Linked DNA regions of Zea mays: region 1 is linked to region 2. Evidence: chromatin contacts called from public Hi-C data. All regions are on one chromosome and are shown on one strand. Each heading gives the region's core, a stretch centred on a gene start, on an enhancer-like site or on the middle of the called end of the contact. The rest is flanking DNA. Distances are from core to core; before and after follow the strand shown.

Evidence for each region. Hi-C and Micro-C count contacts between places; a contact is called where the count stands out from the background.
Region 1: a contact with region 2 is called in a Hi-C map of leaf, with 2.0 times the contacts expected there. The contact joins the promoter of LOC103632985 here to the enhancer-like site in region 2. A contact is called at or near these places in 3 of 25 Hi-C or Micro-C datasets (ear, endosperm and leaf).

The regions. Positions count from the first base shown.
Region 1 is chr1:28,541,168-28,545,556 of Zm-B73-REFERENCE-NAM-5.0, forward strand. It overlaps LOC103632985 (sec-independent protein translocase protein TATC, chloroplastic), which reads left to right and starts at 1,489. Exons shown (of 4, transcript NM_001350732.1): 1 at 1,489-1,874. The coding sequence starts at 1,595.
Region 2 is chr1:28,474,285-28,478,817 of Zm-B73-REFERENCE-NAM-5.0, forward strand. LOC100191641 reads left to right here. Exons shown (of 4, transcript NM_001254785.1): 4 at 426-794. LOC118473500 reads left to right here and starts at 4,261. Exons shown (of 5, transcript XM_035963087.1): 1 at 4,261-4,533. Within about 2 kb of position 1,482, at least 3 of the 20 cell types and tissues checked have an H3K27ac peak or open chromatin away from gene starts, as enhancers often do. A contact at or near this core is called in leaf, where this site is marked.

The DNA of each region.
Region 1 (4,389 bases), core at 239-2,738, 67 kb after region 2:
ATTGCGACGAGAATAGGAGTAAGCGTGTTTATCAGACATCTATGGTGGTGCATTGGACTTATCAAATACAACACTTAGAGAAGGTTGCAATGATTATAGAGTCGCACACTCACTGGACATGTTTGGTGGCGCATCAAACTTTCCACCTGAGAGGGGTTTGTTGTTGGCTAGTTTAGAAACGAGCTGTTGGGATCTACACCAGACGTGTTAGGAATGTTTAGAGCTTTCGTCATGAGGTTATATATAACCTTCCATGTCGTTCATTTGCAGTCTCTTATCTGCATGTTAGTTGAAGGAACTTATTGGAGAGCAAGAGAGTTTGTCTGAGATATTTGAGATTTGATAATCATAAGATTAAGGATCTTATTTGTGTATAGAGAAAATTATGCATCCACCTTTCTTATTAGACTTGTTTAGGCCTACTAAAAGTTTATGCTTGTAACTTTGGTGATTGCTATTGGCTAGCTTGTTATTTTGGTGATTGGTATCAGCTAGATGGCATGACACTCATTGAGAGTTTTGGCTCAACTCATGGTGTAAATGGTTATGGACGATTTAGCGTGTCGAAGTGATGAAGAATTAACTTGTATAGAGTACATGATTCTTGTACATATTAAGGAGGAGCCACACCCTTGTGCGGGTGTTTCAACAAGGATTAGTGAAGAGTGCTAACTCATTGGTAGAAACAATGCCTATTTCTAACTCTTTCTTTATTTTGAGCATTTACTTTTATGTAATTGTCTTCTTCTATTTACGTTAATAGACTTGTTATGTTAGAATATGGTTAGAATTTAGCGTGTAGAGCATGCTATTAGATATAAGGGGTGAAATCTGATATTTGGTGGGATTTAATTCTTGAGAGAAAGGCCAGTCTCGAGACAAGCGAGGAATCCACTCGAGTGACTTCTCTTCGGTTCGCTCGGACTGTCTCGCTCGACCTCGAGCTCGATGCCTTAGGGTTTATCCGGGGATGAGTGCTTTCCAGGGTAGACGATCCCCTTACCCTCCTGCTGGTCGGTGGTCCCCGGTAGTCCGAAAGTCCTCCAATGCTCTCTCTGACCGGTGGGCCCTAGGGCCTAGGGATCTTTTCTCCGACAATAGTCATCTGCTCCTCCAATGGCTCAACTGATGTGGCGGCGGTCCAGTGCACAAGGACCCAGTCTGGTGCACCTGTCAGAGACTGACGTGCTATAGCAGATTCAGGGTTCCAATGCACCATCAAACCAACATTGTTCACGTTCTGTGTGACTTAGAATAGTCTGGTTTCTCCCCTTCATCCCAACGACTGTAAGGTGTTTGTGACTATAATCAGGAACGGCTCCGTTCCAGATTACCAAACACAGAACAGAACGACTTCGTTCATAGAATCAGGAATAAAACGACTCCGTTTTATTTGGCTCTTCAACCAAACACTACCTAAATACCGATTACGAGTACCGAGTAGTGTGGGTCCGTCGCCACGCTAGAAAGCCAGCTCCCAGTACCCGAGTATCGACCGAGCCAGATAATATCGTAACATCGTCTGTCCGCCACCGGTTACCTCTTTCTCCAGGTAGCGCACCATCGGAACGGCGAGGAGCAGACGGGAACGGGGATGGGAAGCGCTGGGGCGCTGCTCTGGCACACGCCGCAGCAGCTGCACGGCCGTGGCATCCTCTTCCGCCAGAGCCGGCCTCTCCTGCGCCAGCGCAACCTGCCTCTAATATCGCTAGCTGCCCCGGCGCTCGAGCCCGAGCGCCGCCGCCGGCAGTGCCTCCGCTGCGCTGCCGTCGACGGGGACGGCGCCCTCCGGGAGTCTGGGCCACTGCCACAGAAGGAGTCTCCGTCCAGCGGCATCGGTGCCGCACTCGAGGACCCGCCTCCAGGACCTCCTGGTACGCCTGACATTTTAGCCCTGCTCTGGTGCTGCGATGGAGCTCCTAGACAATACAGTCATATGCTGAATATGAGCTCACATTGATTCTCCTAGAAGGCATCGAATCACGGAGTAGTCATGAAAATTCCTAATCTACAGAAACAATCGATTGAGAAATGTCAGAATTCTGAATTCCAATTAAAAAAAAACTAATAAAAAGGTAAGGTTTAATGTCCCTTGTACCTAAAACGTTGTGTTATGTTGTCAGCTAGTAGGGAATCTGCTCTTATTTGTAGGGATGCATATGTGTCAGATCCTTGTTTACTTGACTAGTTGTGGGTGTGGATGCATACCCACACACCCAAGTTCAAGTCCTCATCAAGGCGAATTTGGTGCCTATTTCTTCTTCCTACTTCCTCCTAGGGCGACCAAAATTTTGATCTGTACGTATGCATTATGTGTCAGATACTGAAGGACCAACCACCGAAGAGGTATTGATAGCAAACGAAAGGAAAAAAAAATCAGATATCCAACCATTTTTTTCTGGATATGAGATGGAGTGATATAGTTCCAATTTCTGGATATGTGAGATAGAGATGTAGTCAGATAGTTACATTTTGATGTAGGGTGCTGCAAGGTTTGTAATTTCATCATAAAAATACTGAATGTGGGAATACCTTAAATATCCCATATCGGCATTCAGCTAGGATATTGTTGCTAGGATTAGTGCAAATTCTCAGTACTAATATGTTCGACTCCATCAAACTCTAAAATTTGGAAGCATCATCAAATACTTCCCCACCTTTTCACTATGCCCTAGCCAATCATATTTAGTGAACCATTCAGACTGACACTAGACTGTGGTCTAAAAGGATCTCGAATCACTACTTTTCTTAAGTGAATCTTGCTTGAACGAGGAATAAAGCAAGGTCTCATGCAGCGAATTGTGTTATTTGTTATTTTCTTTTAATTCTATGACGGAAAAAAGTAACAAAACTCTAAAACCTCACTACTCGGATTGATAAGTCCACATGAATGTATATTGGATGTTGTAGAGTAGGGATTTGAATTACCTTGTTGGCTCAGTGCCTTATACCAGAGTGCCTCACCAGTCTATGCCACTGCCAGGATGCATGACACCTGATGCAAGAATGAAAAAGTTAGGAAGATCTAAGAGGAAAGGGCAAGTGGTGGAGTTAGATTTAGATGGGAGGCTGTCAAGCTAAGAAAGAAAATGATTAGTGTAAAGGAGTGTGGGACAGTGGTAGGATCCTTGATTCTATCGTGGTTGCAAAGTGTGTAGGAATGTGAGATTGGGGTCGAGGTCAGAATTTCCGGCTTCGGAAAGGCGTTGTGGTGGTGTGGGTGTAGAGCGGTGGAGCGACAATAAGCGAGGGAGAGAGAATGTGCAGGGAAAGCCCTTGAAGCCAGTCAAGATGTTTGCCTTGCTTGAAAACGTTTGCATTGCCCCTTTATTTATCCGCCCTAAAGTATTTGGTTTCCAACCAAACTAGAGGAGGAATCATTATAAATTTCGACTCTCCTTTCCCAACAAATCAATCCTATTTTCTAAACCAAATCAGTCTTAGGTCCTAAGCAATCTCTATTTTAACCCCTTCCTAAATTGAACTCATGCACTATAGCACAATGCTATAGTATTCGTGGGTACTGTATGCACTACAGTACCGCATGTACTGTTCATGCTGGCTCTGATTTGGGCCCAACACCTGTGTGGCCTGTTTTTCGGCGCACATAGGAGATACCGATCATAACATCTCTTTTCGCCTCTTCAAACAGCTTATCCTCGAGATGAACGTTCGGGTAGAGGTCCTTGAAGTCATGCAGTGGCTCCCAAGTAGCGTCATCGGTGGTCAGGCCCTACTAATGTACAAGCACATGTCAGGCGCCACAACGTAACTAGGTACACAAACACAAGCTTTGGGCCAGGCAACAACCGACCATCCTAAATGGGGAGGCACTTGTGGTAGAGTCGTTGGAGGGTCCCCATAGAACGGCTTGAGGAGCCCCACGTGGAACATGTAATGGAGATGGGCGCCTTTTGAAAGCTGAAAGCGGTAGGCCACCTACCCAATACGCTCCAACACCTGAAAGGGGCCGACATAGAGGCCCAAGCTTTCCCTTGGCCCGAGGCTCCAGCGAGTGTGTCAGGCAATGGAGAAGGCAGAGCCACATCCAATCACCCACCGTGAAATCGAGCTCACAATGTTGGTCGTCATAGTAACGTTTGGTGTATTGCTGAACCTGGAGAAGACGCCCACGAACCTCCATGAGGAAAGGCATCACAGTCATGCAGAAGGGAATCCACCGTCTTCGTCTGAGCAGCCCCTGCCGTGTGTGGTAATAGAGGCGTCTAGGGCCGACTGTACACCACCTAGAAGGGAGTGGTGCGGAGCGCCGTGTGGAACGAGGTATTGTAGCAATATTCCACCCACAGAAGCTAGTCGACCCAAGTACACAGTCGGTCCATAGTGGCGCAACAGAGGTACATGGTTATCACCTTGTTCATGACCTTC
Region 2 (4,533 bases), core at 232-2,731:
TTTTCATCTAGATCATAATTACGGCTTGACCTGTCCATATTTCTTGCATAAGCAACTTCTTTGGCATCAAAATATATTTTGATGTGGGTATCTTTTATTTCTCTTTGGGTCTTTCCCACACCGAATCTAATTAGATATGATGACTGCCATTTAGCTTTGGCAGGAACATATTCCTTGACACGAGTAATTAAGCTTTACCTTGTTGTATAACTAAACTGAAAAACGTATAAGTGATTGAGCATTCCTTTTAAGTATATGGGACTTCCTTAAAAGTAGTGCATTTACTTGAAACATTAAGAAGTGTACCAAGTTATTTGGCTTCATTTTACTCACCTCTCTTTATCCCTCATGGCCTCTTTATCATCAGTTACAATTTGCAGTTAGCAATGTGGTTCCCGTTACTGATGTGGTTTCAGTTTTTGCAGATTTGTGATGAACAGAATCTTGAGACTGGCAGGTTAGCCACCATTGGGAACCTGAAGACCGTCGGGATTGCTCAGAATTCAGTATACTAATACTAATACTAAAAAAAAAATATACAGTAACACATGTTGACTATACATGATTTCGTTTTCCTTACTCGCTCGACCAAAGGCAGCCGTACAATGTTTTTACTTTTGTCCAGGTGGGAGCATCTAGGTCTTTAAATGGTTTCGGTGATTAATGGTGATCCTAGATTATTATGATTTGCAGAGACTATAACTTAGGTTATGATAACAGTGATTGATTATGCGTACATGGATTTTGTCTCTTAAGGTTGGTTTGGTTATCAGGGATCTATAGGGACTAGGGAGAAATCACTTTGCTATTCAAAATTAAACATCCTCCATTTGATCCTCGTGATTCTTTATCATCAAATCAATCCTAAGACTTCTTCGGATACAGTACAGGGACGCTAGCGGTGGGGTGGGGTGGGCATGGCTTTTCCCCTATCGCTCCCGAGTGTATGGAGCACTGAAGTGAAGCCCTGCTAAAATTTAAAATGTTTATAATCTCTATCTCTACTACTCTTATGTCCTTAGTGTAGGCGTGTACATCTCCTCTGTTCTGCCGTGCCCGCAATTACCCGCGCTCGTGACTCCTCGCCGCCGCAGTCCTCGCCGCCGTCCTCGCGCCCGCAGTCCCCGCCAAAGCTGCAACGCCCGCAGTCCCCGCCGCCGTGCTCGTCCCCGCTGTCCCCGAATTCGCCGCGCCCTCGCAAAGCTGCTGTGCCCGCAGTCCCCGCCGCCGTGCTCGTCCCCGCTGTCCCCGAATTCGCCGCGCCCCCGCAAAGCTGTTGTGCCCGCAGTCCCCGCCGCCGTGCTCGTCCCCGCTGTCCCCGAATTCGCCGCGCCCGCGCAAAGCTGCTGTGCCCGCAGTCCCCGCCGCCGTGCTCGTCCCCGCTGTCCCCGAATTCGCCGCGCCCCCGCAAAGCTGCTGTGCCCGCAGTCCCCGCCGCGCCAGCAACGCCCGCCCCCAACAGATCCTGGTGCGTCGCGAACCTTCTGCCCTCCACCTCCGCTCCATGGTGCGATGCAATCTCCGCACTTGGAAACGAGCAATCTCCGCACTCGGCGCCCCCCAGTATCTCACATGGAAACCCAAATCCCCACCTCAATCAGCATTCATCGTCAAGTCCCATTCCATCGTCGCTGTCAACTCCTATTAAAACACACGACCACTGCGAGGGATGTAGACAAATCTCCCATCAAACTTCGACGATCGTTGTCTGTTCAGCACGCTCGTTGTCTGTTCATCACGCTCGTTGTCTGTGCAGTGGGCTTCAACGCCTTCGCCGGTGAGTTCAGTTCTCTGCCAGATTCTGTGTTTCAACATGCCTCAATGTTTAATATGTTCATGGGTATGGCAATGTTATCAATGTTGCGTCAATGGTACCTGTGTTGCGTGAATTTCTGCGTTGCGGCTGTGTTGCGTGAATTTCTGCGTTGCGGGTACCAATTTTTCAAGTTATTTCATGCCTGAACTTTGGTGCGTGTACTCTTCTGATGCCATTGGTGTGTGTAAACTTTGGTGCGTGTAAACTTGAACAGAAATACTTTGGTGCGTGTACTATTCTGATGCCATGAATGTGTTTCAACATGACTGAATGTGTTCCATGGGTTTACATCTGTCAAATGAGAATATGATACTGTTTCATGGGTTTACATGTGTCTCTAGATGTGCTGCAACTGTTCATCCAAGTGTCGGTTGTTATCTTATCTCAATTTTGTTGTTGAAACTTTCCCCAGCTACTTATAGTTATTCAGACGAAAACTTAGATCTTTGTTCCTCACTGTCATTGCATTGTTCGTGGTCCTGGTAGCACTACAGAATTTGGTTTTGTTTGATATGTATTTTTATTGGGCTATCAGCATCAATTGTGAAACTGGTCGCAGTGGACCATTATTTCTGTTCTTAAGTTATTTAGTTTGTTGTTTCGGCTACATTGATCATCGAGTGTTTACTGAAATTGTGTATGGGGGTTTCATTGTAGTAGTTTGTTGCTTCGGCTAGCGAGGGGTGTGGAAAAAGGAAGGGATAAGGCGCTTGGTTGACCCGGACCGGACGGCAGGACACCGTCGGGAGTTCGCTGCAACACATCGACGGCTTCCGCATCTTCTCAGGCCAAGGTAAGCTTTCAAACAATTTTGTTCCTGCAACTGTTCTTTAATAGCCTGTGATATGTTAGTAAATTGCCATACCCATGGAACACATTCAGTCATGTTGAAACACTGATTGATACTTTGTTTCATGGGTTTACATTTGTCTCTAGATGTTCTGCCATGAATTAACTCCACTACTTGCTCATATAGTAACTTGTGAACGGACAACCATGTTGATTTCAGTCAGATTGTTCCTGCAACTGTTCTTTAATAGCCTGTGATATGTTAGTAAATTGCCATACCCATGGAACATAGCCTGTGATATGTTAGTAAATTGCCATACCCATGGAACACATTCAGTCATGTTGAAACACTGATTGATACTTTGTTTCATGGGTTTACATTTGTCTCTAGATGTTCTGCCATGAATTAACTCCACTACTTGCTCATATAGTAACTTGTGAACGGACAACCATGTTGATTTCAGTCAGATTGTTATTTTCAGGAATTGTGGAATTTCATTTAGAAATACACTTGAACTATGAGTACCTGTTCACTATCCACTTTGGTTTCATTTTTTCGATCATGTTTCAGTTGAATTTTCCTAACAAACAATGTTGTTAATGTCGTGTATGCTTGTGTGTATTGGTGGTTTGTATTGGGGTATAAAGTTTATATGCATTCTACCGGTATATATCGGTTGATGCTAATATTTAGATAAAATATTAGTGGGGAGGTATATATGAGTCGAAGGCCTTGTGGCCCCATACTCATAAATTATAAGGTTTAATCTATAAATGGTACTACATGATGCAGTGCACATCTTCATCTATATGGGGTCTCAAGACTATAGATCCTTGCTCTCCCTCCTTAATTACATGATGCAGAGTAGTAGAGATATACTTGTACATACACACCAGTACACCACAAACATGTCATCGGACAAATTAATTACATGATGCTGCTGACTGCCAAAGACCAAGGACCAAACACGGAAATACCACTGCAACAGTTGGTTCAGAGAACAGTGTAAATATAAGATTTCATCTACCTGTGCAGCATGAGCACCAAGCACACCATAAGCACCTGCCAGTCCATTTCCATACGGATTGTAAGCGCCTGCCACTGCCAGGCCATTTCCGAGTGGGTTATAGGCTCCCATCAGTCCATATCCAAGTGGGGTATAACTTGGGAGCAATGGACCTCCTTTTAGGTGCTGATGTATCGTCCTTCTTATCAGCAAGAGGCTTTGCAAGTGAACAATCCAGAAGCTGACCTGATAGACATAAACAATCATGGCTTTCTTCATACATGAAGAAAGATTGACCAACTACAGAAGGAAGATAGAGAAGTAAACTCACCGTCAAGTTTGAATCTCTCAGTGTCTTCCAGAGCCTTCATAGCCTTGTATCGTTCTTTGAAGTGAACAAAACCATAGTGCAACCAGTAACAACAATATATAATATTGAAATGCGAAAGTATGACATGTGTTCTATTTAAATTTCTAAATTTTAAGGCAACAAGGTTTTGATGGAACCGGTCGTATTGAACCGCGAAAGTATGACATGTGTTCTATTTAAATTTCTAAATTTTAAGGCAACAAGGTTTTGATGGAACCGATCGTATTGAACCGCGAAAGAGCCGCAGCGGACCGCCTGAAACGGATGCCTATGTAAGTTATTATATAAACGAAATTTGTCTATCAAAGTTATGACCGTTATTTAGTCGTATGTTTAATATAGATTCAGGCTGTTTGACGACTACCGTGAAGAAGATTTTTATGGGCTACCACGGAAATACAGTATTGTCGCTCGGGTAGAAGTTAAATTCCCGAAGGAACCACGTTTCCGTGACAGACAACATTTCGTTTTATCTGACATCAATGTAAGCCAACAATTCTTTAAGTTTCATTTTCAAAGTTACACGATCTTCATACCATCGCCTCTTCTCC